Linked DNA regions of Xenopus laevis: region 2 is linked to region 1. A link is a contact called in public Hi-C data. All regions are on one chromosome and are shown on one strand. The core of a region is the stretch at or near the end of the contact, and the rest is flanking DNA. Distances in the headings are between cores, read along the strand shown. Region 1 overlaps lrp6.L (low-density lipoprotein receptor-related protein 6). Region 2 holds the start of lrp6.L (low-density lipoprotein receptor-related protein 6).

The links. Hi-C and Micro-C count contacts between places; a contact is called where the count stands out from the background.
Region 2: a contact with region 1 is called in a Hi-C map of animal cap, with 6 times the contacts expected there. A contact is called at or near these places in 3 of 4 Hi-C or Micro-C datasets (the XL177 cell line, the XTC cell line and animal cap).

The regions. Positions count from the first base shown.
Region 1 is chr3L:7,252,047-7,257,093 of Xenopus_laevis_v10.1, reverse strand. It overlaps lrp6.L (low-density lipoprotein receptor-related protein 6), which reads left to right. Exons shown (of 23, transcript XM_018240885.2): 16 at 1-24; 17 at 2,173-2,301; 18 at 4,881-5,047. Among protein-coding and RNA genes, the nearest start is that of LOC121401755, 16 kb to the right of the region's middle.
Region 2 is chr3L:7,318,885-7,323,931 of Xenopus_laevis_v10.1, reverse strand. lrp6.L (low-density lipoprotein receptor-related protein 6) reads left to right here and starts at 1,986. Exons shown (of 23, transcript XM_018240885.2): 1 at 1,986-2,447. The coding sequence starts at 2,393.

The DNA of each region.
Region 1 (5,047 bases), core at 1,799-4,298:
CTGAACTGATCATGGATGAATATAGTTAGTATCCACATAGTCCTACTATGCAGTCTTCCTGCTTTACGATATAGATATGTTTTGAAGTTAAGTTACAAGCACCTATTGCAAATTATTATTATTATTAACATGTATTTTTAGATAGCCAACATATTGCGCAGTGCTGATATTAGTATTACAGATATGAGATCCTTTTTCTGGAAACCTATTATCCACATTACAGATAGGCCACCTCCCATAGTCTCCATTTTATCCAAATAATCCAATTTTTTAATAATTTCCTTTTTCTGTGTAATTATAAAACAGTAGCTTGTGGGGGCACATGCACGGTGCCATCAGAAGAAGACCTGATGTGAGCTCCGTATCCCTGCCCGCTTAATTTGGCAACCGAAGCTATAAAAGTTTCCAAGTCTAACCTATTAGGGGTGACTGATATCACTATGCCACAGCAGGCGACCAAGAGAAGAGGGGTAGAGCTGAGCACGCATACGTTTTTTCAGCAAACGAGCCCAGGCATGCCTCCACCATCTTTGCAGGCCTCAAAAGACGTGGAGCTGACGAAATCCCAATCAGAACAACAGGGACCGTCCTCCGAGGTTTCAGAAATTTTAAATACTATACAGACTATGTTCCGGACAGAGCTTGCAGCTGCGGTCACGGATTTTACTAAACAAATCCAAGAATTGGGCAATCGGACGAGTGCCTTGGAGGACCGCACAGAGGCGCTTGTAGCGGCTATACATGCTGACAGCGACGCTATAGAATTCCAAAAGGAACAGATAGCGGCAATGGAGGAAAAGATTAAAGACCTTGAAAACAGATACCTAAGTGCTAACATTCACTTACGCAGGGTCCCAGAGACTGGGATGGATCTAGAGCAATTCACGATGAATCTCTTTACTACATTACTCCCAGAGGCACCGCCTGAGAGAATGTAGATGGTGAGAATACATAGGGCGTTAGCCAGGCCTCGCACTAAAGATACACCTAGGGACATAGTCCTAAAACTACAACATGAGGCGATCAAAGATTAAATATTGCAGGTGGCTCAAAAGCTACTTGAGAATTTTCAAAGGGAGCTATAATGTCACCATAGTGACAAACCTCGCTTAAACTCTTTCACAGAGCATACTATGTTCCAGAGCGACTTCATTGTATATATCCAACTGTCTCACCTCAATGCTTTAGGAACTGTTCAACTAAAGGGACGGTATTGGCATACCTGGTTGAGCTGTCCTACGACACAAACCCTATGGCAAAGAATATCTCGGGTATTATCTAAACTCTTCTATACCCCTATTGATCCATGTCCGGAAGTCATGCTCCTTGGACATAAGCTTGAAGGCATGAATCAGTCGGCACAAGATTTTGACACAACCTATCTGTATGGCAGCAAGGATTCATATTGCGGCACAGTGGAAATCACCTTGCCTCTCTTTCCCTAAAGTTTTGGAAAAGATAGAGTTCATACATGCTGAGCGTTTGAAATACCAAATTGATAACCAGCTGGAGAAATATACAGAGATATGGGACACATGGATTCTTAATAGAGAGACTTTTATACTCCTATGAGTTGGAACAGGGCAATGGGCAGAGTTCATTTTATTAGAGAATATGTTGATCTGATATCTGGGGCCTATGGTAATAGTTTGCAGTTAAGGTAAAAGTTGTGACTGACTGAATGATATACCTCGTACACACAGTGGATTGATTTTGTTTATTACTTGCTTTCTCCTTATTTCTTTCTTTTTCTTTTCGCTTCTTTTTTTTCCCTTTCCTTTATTGTATCTTTTCCCTTGTAAAGCAATGTACAGTACCATGCATTCATGTGTTGTGCGTTACGATGTTATTGTAAACAATCATATGGGAAAAGTGAAGAATGATTGAAAATTTAAGTTGACAAAAAAAACAGTAGCTTGTACTTGATCCCAACTAAGATATAATTAATCCGTATTGGAAGCAAAACCAGCCTATTGGGGTTTATTTAACATTTACATGATTTTCTAGTAGACTTAAGGCATGGAGATCCAAATTACGAAAAGATCCATTATCTGGAAACCCCCAGGTCCCGAGCATTCTGGATAACGGGTCCCATACCTGTGTTTGTTAAAATGTAAATATGGAAGCGTGACCTTTTCTCCTCATTGTTCTCTTCCAATTTCTGTTTTAAAGAGGAACACCCTTGTTCTCAGGATAATGGTGGCTGCTCCCACATCTGCATTGTGAAAGGAGATGGAACCACCCGCTGTTCTTGCCCACTGCACCTTGTCCTTCTCCAGGAGGATGAGCTGTCCTGTGGGGGTAAGTGCTTCCTTTAATTTAGAATAATTCTGTGGTGTTGTGGATCATATCGCTAGAATCTCGGCCATAAAGCAGGGCAAGACTGCTGCTTAAACTATAACAATGCTATCTTTATGAGATAGTCCTTAAAAATAAGTAAATATAAAATTGATGAGGGGTTATTCTAAGAACATTTGCACTGTACATTCATTTTTTTTTTTTTTTTAATTCCAAGATTAATGTACTATTAAAGTCAACAAATTTTGTTACAACAGCACCACCTGCTGGTCATTTTTCAACCAGTCTGACCACCAAGTAGTCAAAGTTGTCAGGAGAAAGAAAGAGGCGCTCTGATGTTCTTCTGCTTAGGAAAGGTTTGAGAAAGGGTTTTAATTTTTTTTTCTAAGCAGAAGAACATCAGAGCAGCCTCTTTCTTTCTTCTGACAACTTCCTTGACTACTTGCTGGTCAGACTGGTGGGAAAATGACCAGCAGGTGGCGCTGTTGTAACAAAATTCATTCAAATTAACAGTACATGTATCCTTTAATATCTTGGAATTAAAAAAAAAAAAATGAATGTACATTGCAAATTTTATTAGAATAGCCCCTCATCAATTTTATATTCACTTATTTTTAAGGTTCACTCAGCAGCAGCTGTGCCTAGTTCCCAGAAGTGTTTTCAAAGAGAATATATAACTTAAAGGCGAGGGCCATTAATGTATGCCGAGAGTTTAATTCAGAAATCTTGAGCTTTGCTGCATAGTAGGCTATAGTAGCAACCTGTTAATGTGGGAGGGAAAAAAACTTGAAAGTTTAATTTATTTAACATTGATTTTTGTCAAATGTTTACACTTCAGGAACAAGCTGATTTGTGAACACAGCAGTTGTTTTTTTTTAGTTTGCTGCTATGCGACTTGATAACCTACAAAACCAGCTGAAAGTTACACAACCCCCGCGATACTCTGTCTTGTTGGCTGCTTCCACTGCCCGAGGCTTTAGTTGTAACTGGCCGGCTCCTTACTCTCAGCCACATTCCCTCTGTTTTACTTGTAGGTTACTAGAGGTCAGGGCACTAACTGAGAGCCATTGTTTGTGCAACAGAATATTCGTGCTTGTGGTAGACCGAGTTTATTTGGAAGGGATTAGATTCTGCCTATTATAATACCTAGGGCATAAGGTAAAAGCAAAAAACACACCAGAATTTTATGTTCAATATTCTTTCCTTAAAGGGATACAGTCATGGGAAACCATGTTTTTTCCCCCAAAACACATCAGTTAATAGTGCTGCTCCAGCAGAATTCTGCACTGAAATCCATTTCTTAAAAGAGCAAACTGATTTTTTTATTTATATTTAATATTGAAATCTGACATGGGGCTAGACCAAGGGTGCCCAAAAGGTAGATCCGGATCTACCAGTAGACCTTTAGCTGGTGATCAGTAGACTGTCGTTAAATATAGCAATAAAAATGATCTCATAAATCAATATATTTTAGTAATATTTTCCATGGAACAGAATGATAACAATGCTTTTATGGATGTAGATCATAATGGCACAACATCGCTAAAAGTAGTCCCCGCATTATTAAAGTATGGGCACTCCTGGGCTAAATATTGTCAGTTTCGCTGATAAACTTCAGTCACTCTTTACTGCTGTACTGCAAGTTGGAGTGATATCACCCCTCCCAGCAGCCTAACAACAGAACAATGGGAAGGTAACCAGATAGCAGCTCCCTAACACAAGATAACGGCTGCCTGGTAGATCTAAGAACAGCACTCAATAGTAAAATCCAGGTCCCACTGCGACACATTGTTACATTGAGTAGGCGAAACAACAGCCTGCCAGAAAGCAGTTCCATCCTAAAGTGCTGGCTCTTTCTGAAAGCACATGACCAGGCAAAATGACCTGAGATGCAAATACACACCAATATTACAACTAAATACACTTGCTGGTTCAGGAATGAAACTTTATATTGTAGAGTGAATTATTTGCAGTGTAATTTAGAAATAAAAACGACATCATAAAAATCACGACACAATCCCTTTAAAACAAACAGTGCTGGTTATGTGCGTGTATTCCAGCTATACACAGAATTGTCATATTGTATTCCCTAGATAAAGCATGACTAATTTATTTGTTGAACATTGCCCTATAGTGTTTACAGTAAGGATACAGTTAATTTCCTACGCCTACATTCTTTGCAGGGTAGATGTACCCTAAGGGCAGAGACACACGCTCAGATTCAGGGAGATTTAGTCGCCCGACGATAAATCGCCTCTTCTTTGGGCGACTAATCTCTGCGAACTGCCTCCTGCCAGTTAGAATGTAAACCACCGGCGGGGTGCCACTTGGAGTGCTTAATTTTCCGAAGTCGCCGAAGTTTCCTTATGAGGCTAATTTGGCCGACTACGGAAAACAAAGCGCATCGATTGCCATTCCGCCGGCAATTTAATAACATTCTAGCTTTAGGCAGTTCGGGGAGATTAGTCGCTGGGCGACTAAATCTCCCTGAATCTGAGCGTGTGTCTCTGCCCTTAGGTCTTATATATGTAGTCTTACAGAATTCTTTTCTTAAAAGACATTTTCCTTTGTTTTTCCTCCAGAGCCTCCCACCTGTTCCCCTCTACATTTCACCTGTTTCACTGGTGAGGTTGATTGCATCCCGGCAGAATGGCGCTGCGACGGATTCACGGAGTGTGTTGATCACAGCGACGAGCAGAACTGCCCCATGTGCTCAGACATGCAGTACCAATGCACCAGCGGCCAGTGC
Region 2 (5,047 bases), core at 737-3,236, 68 kb before region 1:
CCCATGGCACCTACAGCAGAGGCCTGGATTAAAGATGTTCTTTGTTGTATAATCTGTCTGGGATGTCTATGGCCTTATCTGACCCCAGAGACATGCAGAGAGCACTCATCTGTTTGACCAATATACAGCTCCACATGTAAAGTCTCATAGGAACGTGGGGTGAAGTCTCTAAAGGCAAAAGGGCTTCATTATCCCAATGCTGCTTGGGAAGATACTTATTTAAAGGGGAACTTCAACCAGAAACATTTTTGTTGCATCGTATATAAATAAATAAATGTATAGAAAATATCATTCTAAGCAACTTTCCAATATCCATGCATTAAAACTCATATATTATTTGGAAATATAACTGCTACTGAAAGCAGTGTCTGTCTGCCTGTATTTGTTTTTCAGCACTGCTGGTTCTGACTCTTGAATCCAGAAGATTAAAAGACTTGGAGGAGAACCGACTACTGCTCTATTGTTTCAAGAGACAGAAGTAGGGAACAGAAACAACCACTATTATTCACTTAACTATAAACCCAGTGAGGAGGAAGAATTAACGGATATTAGGAAGTTGTTTAAAATCAGATTGTCTTTTATTAGGCAAAAATAGTTTTTGGGGTTTACATTCCTTTTAGCAGTAACAGAAGAGAAGTACGAATATAGAATCCTTTTTTAGCCAGGTCACTAATGTTCTTTCCCCTTTGCTACACTGTGGCCTCAAGAAATATGGGGGGCACAAATAAACACTCACCCCAAATCTCCCCCTAACTGGCCTTCAGGCTGGGCCCCCTTAGCTCATAACAAGGTTAAAGATATATAGAAACATTGGGGTAACAGTCACCCTGCTATAGTTCCAGGGGTACCCAGGGTACAAATAAGTACTCACCCCAAATCTCCCCCTAACTGACCTTCAGACTGGGCCCCCTTAGCTCATAACAAGGTTACAGATATATAGAAACATTGGGGTGTCATCCTGCTATAGTTCCAGGGGTACCCAGGGTACAAATAAGCACTCACCCCAAATCTCCCCCTAACTGGCCTTCAGACTGGGCCCCCTTAGCTCATAACAAGGTTACAGATATATAGAAACATTGGGGTGTCACCCTGCTATAGTTCCAGGGGTACCCGGGGTACAAATAAACACTTACCCCAAATCTCCCCCTAACTGACCTTCAGACTGGGCCCCCTTAGCTCATAACAAGGTTACAGATATATAGAAACATTGGGGTGTCATCCTGCTATAGTTCCAGGGGTACCCAGGGCACAAATAAGCACAGCCATTTATTTCAGTGTTATTGGCTGTAAAGAAAGAAATAAGTACAATGTGACAGTCCCATATGTTACAAGGAGACTGAGTGACAAGCAAAAGCTGTGGGAGTCATAAAAGAACATTGTCTCATGTGCCCTGATTTACAGACACAAACCTGGGCCTCACTGGGAAGCTTTCCCCTTGCAATTAGTCACTGCAGGAAACGTATAAAAAGTGGGACATTACCTTTCATTGGGAAAGAACAACAACAACGACAACTGACATAAAACTCTCCCGGGTGTGAAAATTTTTTATTTTCTATCAATGCATCATGTCCAATCATTTTGGATTTGAATAATAAATCACCTGCAAAATCAAACCAAATATCTCATTTTCTTTCTCTCTAGGTGTGTATGTATTAAACAAAAGATTCTTACTGAATACTCATTACAGAAATCTCAGCTGCCATAAAGCAGGACAGGACTGCTGCACATAATTAAAGTGGGATTGCTTTGCGGCAATGTTTGGTTATCACTAAATTCATGTCATTTGAAAGCTGTTTGGAATGAGATTTCCTCATATTTCAAAGTTTTCATTATTTCGGAAAAAAAACCACGCAGCAAAACAATTGCAGTTGTAGATGAATTGTAGCAGGAAATAAGGAGCCTTTAGTAAATCTGCCTTCACATGAAACCACCAAGTCCCCAGTCTCCTCCCACTTACTGCGGCCCCAGCCTTCCACTTCTCCTCAGAGAGGCAAGGCCAATGCTAGTAGTTCCGGCAGCGGATGGATATTGCTCCAGGTGCGGGGGTTGGTGTAGCGTATGTAGTTCCTGAGGAATTCAGAGCTTTTCTCTTCCGGCTCCCAGCTCTCGCACTGTGTTGTGGTGTCACGGATGTAACGTTGTGCAGAGGGATTTTTATAGGAACATTTCCACGTTAGATATTCGCTATTTGGGCGAAGAAGCGGAAGGACACGCAGCTCCTCTGTGTATCGCTCTGCTAGGGATCAGGAGTGGGAGCCCCGGCTGGAGCAGGAGGAAGAGAGACGCCGCGGCGGGTTTACAAGCAGCATGGAGGGGTCGGAGCGGAGAAGCCGGGGTCGGGTTACGGGGGAGCATTGAGCCCCGAGCGCAGTACGGAATGTAACACAGAGAAATGGGGGCCCTGCTGAGGAGCCTGCTGATCTGCAGCCTGAGCTGCTTGTTGAGGGGTGAGTGTGGGGAGCCGCGGGGATAGGGCCTGAACGAGGGATTGATGGGGGCTCGGGGCATCGAGTAGTGGGGGGAGGAGGAGGAGAAGCTGCTGAGGGGGCTTTGGGGGGGAGGGGAAGATGTAGCTGAGGGGGTGACTGGCTGCTTTGTGGGTGACTGACAGGGAAACTGCTGCTGGGGGAGGGGATTGTTTAGTTTGAGGGGGGACTGGCTGCCTGTGGGAACAGCTGAGGGGGGACTGGCTGCTTTAGGGACAGAAGCAGATGTTGGGGGGGCACTGACTACTTTGGGGGGAAGAAACTGGTCAGGGAGGTGACTGGTTGTTTTTTGAGGGGCAATTGCTTTGGGGGTACAATGTAGATGAAGGGGTTATTGGCTGCTTTCTGGGGGGCTGGGAGAGAAGCTGGTGGGGTGATTGCTTAGTTTGAGGGGGGACTGGCTGCTTTAGGGACAGAAGCAGATGTTGGGGGAGGGGCATTGGCTACTTTGGGGGGAAGAAACTGCTCAGGGGGTTGACTGGTGGGTTTGTGGGGGGCAGAAGCTGTTTAGGGGGTGACTAGTTTTGGGGGAGAATGTGGAGAATGGGCTTGTGGCAGATTTGGGGTCACAAGCTGGTAACGGGGGAGTGGCTACTTTACAGATATAGCGAAGTCTGTTCCTGACCATTAGATTGTAAGCTTTCTGGTTCCCACATGAGGGTCTGGTTGGCATTAGCCCAGGCAGGAGTGACTAGAAATGGCCCCAATTAACTGTTTGTGCACTCATTCCACTCATAAGAGCCACCTTGGCAGCTGGAGTAAGGGTGCAAGTGTCTGCTGGCCGTCGCAAGTGATGGGACAAATGGCTATAAAACATGTCAGGTGATCAGCTAATTAGAGCCGGGGGAGGGGGAACAAAGTGATCAGTATGGCTACTCCTGCGTCTCGTGCTCACTGCCAATACACGACTAGTGGGAATACTGTGTGTGGCTAATGGAGTGGGACTGTTGCACAATCCATTGCTACAATTGTGTTGCCTCCTTTGCTTGAAAATATCTCTAAACAAAATACTGTTTTTATTTTTAACGCTTGGGTGTTGCCTGTTTCTCGTTGGTTTTCTACAAAACAAGTTTCCTATTGAATATCCCCCATACTCTTGCCCCCCCAGCATCATGCCCCTGATTCCCTAGTTCAGCGATGCCTAAAACTACTGAACTTTAGTCTCCTTTTACTTCTCTCTCCTGCTCCTTTGTTCTGCCCCATCTAGTATTCAACCTGTGCTTGAACTCGTCACCCCATAGCCTTCTGGGAATTGTAGTTCTACCTGTGGCTCCTGCATTAGAGCCTGAAAACAATATTCCAGATAAATAAAGCAAAGTATATTTGTGAAACTGGGCATGGAGAGACCTGCTCTCACCAACCGAGTGGATCATTTCTGGATAGACGGGTGGCCAGGATGGCTGATCCAATTATAATGGGGGTGTATGCAGACTTGTTGGGGCCAATGTTGTCCTATCCCAGCTGGATTTTCTAACCTGCCTGATATCTGTTATTTTATGGCTGAATACTGGTCAGGCCTTTGCGTTGGCTCCATACTGGGCCCAAAAGCTACTGGAATTGGCTGAAGTCAGCAGCTTACAGCCTTAAACTTTTGCATTGGAATTTAGTGCATGCCCACTATTAGTTTAAAATTTGCCGATATCTGGATCAATTTAGCCAGAAATTTATGTCGGGCAGGTGGTCAAAAGGGCCTGTACATGGGCCAATATGCTGCTTAGTCTAGACTCTAGAGAGTCCCGAGTTGACACATTTTATTGGATTTTGTATTGCCAGCTTAAAGGAACAGTAACACGACAACATGAAAGTCATTAAAACATGTATTGTTTCCCTGCATTGGTACAGCTGGTGTGTTTGCTTTAAAAATATGGCTATAGATTATAGAAATAGGCTGCTGTGTAGCCATGAAGGCAGCCATTCAAGGCACAGGTTATGAAGCAGATAACAGATGCGCTCTGTAGAATCCCATTGTATTATATTAGTTTATCTGTTATCTGCGAAGTATCATGTGCCTTTTCTCCTTTTTTTTTTACTTGAATGGCTGCCCCCATGGCTACACAGCAACCTATTTATATAACCTATAGTAGTCTAAAGCAAACACACAACTTTTACCAATGCAGAGCAAAAGTACATTTTATTTAATTATTTAAAATGCTTTTATTTTTGTGTTTCTGCTCCTTTAAGGACATTGTTCACCTTTCAGTTCAAAGACCAGTAACATACATTTTTTTTAAAAGAAAAACTTGTTTCTTTTTAACGAAAAAAAAAAAAAAAACCAAGACAAGTTATACTTTTAATTCGCAAAACTTTTATCAAGAAATTACGGATTCTCTGCATGCCCTCCTCTTCAGAAACAGCGACAGCGCTAGATTTCTCCTTCCTGCCTTCTTTAGGAGATAGCCAGGGAGGAAAAATCGCAGCAAAATGGTAAGTCATTTCTTAAAAAAAGCGTTGAGAATTAAAAGTTAAAACTGTCCTGGTGTTTTTTTGTTAAAAAGAACCTTATTTTTTTATGTTACTGTGATGTAGAGAGCGACTTTCTGAATTTGCAATTGCTTTCGTGA